Linked DNA regions of Bombyx mori: region 1 is linked to region 2. A link is a contact called in public Hi-C data. All regions are on one chromosome and are shown on one strand. The core of a region is the stretch at or near the end of the contact, and the rest is flanking DNA. Distances in the headings are between cores, read along the strand shown.

The links. A called contact is a pair of places that touch in the nucleus more often than the background predicts.
Region 1: a contact with region 2 is called in a Hi-C map of posterior silk gland, with 1.8 times the contacts expected there. The contact joins the enhancer-like site here to the promoter of LOC101742111 in region 2. A contact is called at or near these places in 2 of 7 Hi-C or Micro-C datasets (posterior silk gland and whole pupa).

Annotation. Positions count from the first base shown.
Region 1 is chr16:3,674,671-3,677,429 of ASM3026992v2, reverse strand. It overlaps LOC101744517 (eukaryotic translation initiation factor 3 subunit A), which reads left to right. Exons shown (of 23, transcript XM_004928885.4): 8 at 597-734; 9 at 2,076-2,280. Among protein-coding and RNA genes, the nearest start is that of LOC101744517, 6.4 kb to the left of the region's middle. Within about 2 kb of position 1,434, at least 4 of the 8 cell types and tissues checked have open chromatin away from gene starts, as enhancers often do.
Region 2 is chr16:3,563,418-3,566,117 of ASM3026992v2, reverse strand. LOC101742111 (proteoglycan 4) reads left to right here and starts at 1,359. Exons shown (of 5, transcript XM_038016357.2): 1 at 1,359-2,147. The coding sequence starts at 1,844.

The DNA.
Region 1 (2,759 bases), core at 185-2,684, 110 kb before region 2:
TACCTTTGCAACTGGAGCTCTAGCATAAAAATATTTATTTATTAGTCCATATTTTTGTAATTATTCAAAACTAGAAATAAATGCAGATTTGGAAATATAAATTTTGCTATGTCTGTATGTTTCACTACAGCCTATTAATTATTTAATTTTGAATACTCAGCACTTCCTGGCGATTAACACATTCATATAAATTTAATAAAATACTAGTTAATAACCAAGCCTTGCTCGATATTTTTTTTGATAAATTGTGTTTTTTAGAAATTATATTTAAATACGAATTACATATTGATAAAATGATGAAATATAAATCATATTTTTCGATCTCACCGACAGAATAATAATAAAATATGAACTGGTTATTTAAAGAAAAAATCAAAATTATCGAAAACACAAAAAAACAACAAATTCAAATTCTGAAAATAAATCGTATCTAGATCGATTTATCGCCCCTGAAATCCCCTGTATACAAAATTTTATGGAAATCGTTGGAGTCCTTTCTGATTTTCAGATTATATATAAATTTATATACAAGAATTGCTCGATTAAATATATAAGATGCAAATGTAACTAAAGTATAAAATTATGTTTATTCTTAGATATCGTCCGCCTTAACGTCGTGTCGCTGGCATCGCCTCAACTTCAACAGCTTTATTCTTGGCTTGAAGTGGAATTCGACCCTCTGACCATCTGCCTTAATGTCAAGGGTGTTATCAAATCTTTGCAGGATGAGCCAAGTGAGTACATTGTTTAACCCACACTGATAACTCATTACATTACGCTTAGCTTACTGTCCAACTGACATTAGACTAAAGGCTGGGTAGATGTTAGAAACAGACAATCTTATCTACCTACCTTCTTTTTAATCCGTTTTACTATACACACAGTATTCACTGTTTTTGTTGAACACTGAAGATGCATTATTTTTTACTAAACCTAATAGTGAAATGTGCTATGTGGTTAGTCCTGAACTAAGACCATACATACATATATACAGGTGTATTAAAGTACCTTACCTCTATTAAAGGAAAAATATTAAATATTAAATGATTGGTGAAACAGGTCTTGTTATTAAAAGTATAAGCAATAAAAAATAAAATAAAAGTATAAGAACAAGCAAATAAAATGTGTGTGCGATAAAAACTTTTTATTTTCTATAGCTACATAAATCAAAATTGGACACCTTTAAATAACATTTGGATTTTTTTATAACAAAGACAAGCTTAATATTAATTTTATGTAAACTGTGTGTACTCAAAAAGTGGAAGTCACATTTGAAACTATTCACTTCATTGGAAAAGTTAATGGAGACTTCTTCAAACAAAATATAGATAAATTAGTAATCAAAGATTTTAGGATTATTGTGCCTCTGAAATAAATCCCATTTGTAACCCTTAATGGTTATGCGATGGTAGGCCTCAGAGGTAGATCATATTGTAAGCTTGACGCGACAGAATATACGACACATGTATAGCCTGTGTTAATGTATGCTTGCACATGTTATAATTTACGAGTGAGACGTCGTAACAGCCATAACCCATAGTTTGTAACTATTGCTAATTGTAGATTTGACCCATCTTTTGAAACAACTATACATTCTCTAAAGTGCCAAAAGTTGTTGGTTTCAATGTTCAACTCGACAATATCCTTCGTGAATATACATTCATTTACAAATTAAAAATATTTCTGTGCAAAAGCACAATATTAATAATAATCCCTAATGAAAATCCATCTGTTGGAGCATATCCCATGACGTGAATAAAGATGAAATTAAATTCAATTTAAATGTAAATCAAATATTAAAGACTTATTACAAATGGTTATCATGTGTAATATAATATTTCATTAAAATGTTTTGTTTCTGTTCTCATAAAAACATTTTAATTATGATTCACACAAACAAATATATAATTATGGATATGTATAATACTCTAAAGGCTAGGGATACACATTAAAAATAGCCAGAGTCTTATTAATGTGACCCACTTTAACTCGAGTAATAAATACCTGACTGTATACCAAATAACCGAATCATTGTGTACCTATACAATTATTTTATTTGAATATTGATTTAACAGATTCATCGCTCGCTCAGTACACCAATGCCTTGACGGACGTGGCCCTGGTGAGGCTGATCCGTCAGGTGGCCCAGTGCTACGCGTGCGTGCAGTTCTCCCGGCTGCTGGAGCTGGCGGCCACCGACGACCTGTTCCATCTGGAGCGCTTGCTCGTCGACTGCGTGCGCCACAACGACATGCAGATACGCATCGATCACGCCAACAAGTACGTTGCGAACTTCGTATAAAACTAAAGCATAGACACAGTTTTTTATTGTTATTGCATAGATGGGTGGACGATCTCACAGTCTACCTGGTGTTAAGTGGTTACTGGAGCCCACAGACATCTACAACATAAATGCCGCCACCCACCTTGAGATATGAGTTCTAAGGTCTCAGTATAGTTACAACAGCTGCCCTATCTTTAAAACAATGGTGGTAACTATCCGTGCGAACTCAGAAGAGGTCCTACCACCAATAATTACGCAAATTTTGCTGTGACTATTACTAAAACTGTGCTATTCATCATTCATCTAATTTATTGCCCATAAATTAAGAATAATTTTGAAATTTTATCAGTATCCCTAAACATAGACAACCTTTTTTTTTTCAAATAAATTTAAGTAATTTTTATTTATTGTAACGAAAGCTATTATAATAAATTTACGATACGTCTATCTCGCGTACCATAAGTAGATATGAAAG
Region 2 (2,700 bases), core at 110-2,609:
CTTCAAACAAGGCTTGTGGAGAGTATTAGGCGGTAGGCAGTGGCTTGGCTCTGCCCCTGGCATTGCTGAAGTCCATGGGCGACGGTAACCACTCACCATCAGGTGGCCCGTATGCTCGTTTGCCTACAAGGGCAATAAAAAATAAAAATGCGTTTCGGTTTGAAGGGCGGGGCAGTCCTTTTACTTTTAAAAGTGAGAACTTCGAACTCATGTCTCAAGGTGGGTGGCGGCATTTACATTGTAGATATCTGTCGGCTCCAGTAACCACTCAACACGAGGTGAGCCGTGAGCTCGTCCACCAAGCTAATCAATAAATAAAAAAGCTTATTCACATAAAAGTAGGTTTTTTTAATGCTGGTATCTTATCATCCGGCTCAACTAGAACGCTCGAGAAGTATAATGCCATCTATTGTCAGATAACGGAAACGGACATCGAAAGTACTCAACTTGTGAGGAATGTTCTCGACGATTCTAAGGATGCCGTATCGACCATAAAAGCTTTGCAGAGATGGCACGCAGTCAGGAACGTCATCAGGTTTGAGCTCCGTGAGCTCACCTACTAGTTAAGGCGACGCTGATATAGCCTCTCAAGGTTATCAGCTTTAGTAGGAAAAAAAACCACGCAGTCAGTCAGTAATCGGAACTACTCGAAGCGAAACAACGAACGGATCACCTGAAGCGAATTGAGAATTTTAAAGTGTTCTGTCTGTGTTCTAAGTGATAAATACAGTTTTAAGTTGTACTGGGTGGAGCATTTATTTATCCCGAACCCCATCAGTATAATAAAAAGTATCCGCTGTAAGGGAGTCAAGGGAGTCAAATACCACGACGACTTCAAACGACGACAATTTTTTAATGAAATACGTACTCGACAAATGTTCCCGATTGACTTCCACGGTGAAGGAATAACATCGTGTAATAAAAATGAAATCCCCAAATTATAATTTGCATAATTACTGGTGGTAGGACCTCTTGTGAGTCCGCGCGGGTGGGTACCACCACCCTGCCTATTTCTACCGTGAAGCAGTAATGTGTTTCGGTTCGAATGGTGGGACAGCCGTTGTAACTATATTTGAGACCTTAGAACTTATCTCAAGGTAGGTGGCGCATTTACGTTGTGGATGTCTATGGGCTCCAGTAACCACTTAACACTAGGTGGGCTGTGAGCTCATCCACCCATCTAAGCAATAAAAAAAAATATTGAAAAATTGGTACCCGCCTGCGGATTCCGAACATCGTTGCATCGCAGATACGAATAAGATAGATTCTATACGAATGCACCGGACGTGATAACCTTTAGGCCACGACGACTTGCAGAATAGTCTAGTCTATGCATACCTTACATTTTGTCTATGGAGGGTTCTACCCTGTTCCACCATAGTTTTGTCAAATGTCAAATGGATTCAAGATTTCATTTTAATACTAATTATGTTAGCTTTCATAAACCCTGATTATATATAATAAAGTAAACTATAAATAAACGACGCATATTTAATAATATTACATAAAGCAATAATATACCGTTTTTAATTAAATTTTATCCTTTTTAAAATAAATAAGGATGCTAGGTCATCGAAAATAAAATGGCGGAAAAAAATGGCGTCCAGTTCTTTTTAGAACCCTGTCTTTTATATAGGCATCTCTTTTCAATACACTGCAAAGTACATAAGGCTAGGGAGTAGGAGCGCGCACGCGTCGTGATCAATAAGTCCACGTGATCTGTCGTCACTTCGTCGAAACTCGCGTAATTGCAAAATGCAAAATGAGTAGGAAAGAAACGTTTTTGTTACAATGAAATCACAAATATTTTTCCATTGAAAGTTTAAGTGTTGTGTGTTATAAAATGCCAGCGTCAATCGGCGTTAATTTACGCGTGACGGGGCATTGTAGCCAAGGCGGGAGAAAGTACATGGAAGATTTGTTTTCCGTTGCTTATCAACAAACTGAGGATGAGCGGGATTTAGAGTACGCTTTTTTCGGCATTTACGACGGACATGGAGGCAGCGAAGCAGCAGCGTTCGCCAAAGAACACCTAATGGATTCAATTGTAAAACAGCGACAATTCTGGTCGGACAACGACGAGGATGTTCTAAAAGCCATCAGAAATGGTTATATGCTGACCCACTTGAACATGTGGAAAGAGCTAGGTAAACAACTCTTCTTGAAATTTATATGTCTTTCTGTTTAGGTATAGAGCAAAGGTATTATCAGGTGATTGTACAACATATTTGGCTTGACCTTGTTAAAAGTTCTTAGTACCTACTTTTTTTGATGATTTGACATTGAGGCACCAAAATTGTTTCTACCTATTGTTTTGATGGTAATAATGTGATGATGTTGTATGAAATTCCACACTATAAAAACGATAGTAAAAGGTTTGCGTAATTTTGGAAACTCCGTCATTGGTGAAAGCAGTTTATCAAGTTTCGAGGGGATTAATTCAGGTTTCCTCTTACGAAAATATATTTGTGTAAGGTCCATTATTGCTGTAGATAAACATACGAATAGTTTAAATATATTAATTAGAAAGGGGTCCTTTAAGGTTTTTGTATTTTAAAAGTACTTAAATGCTGAAATAAAAAACAAAATAAATTATTATAAGACTGAGTTTCCAATATTAAATAAATAATTAACTAGGAGTCTATAAATGTTTGCATAATTTAATATAAACATATTAGTAGTGCAATTGTGATGTTTAAT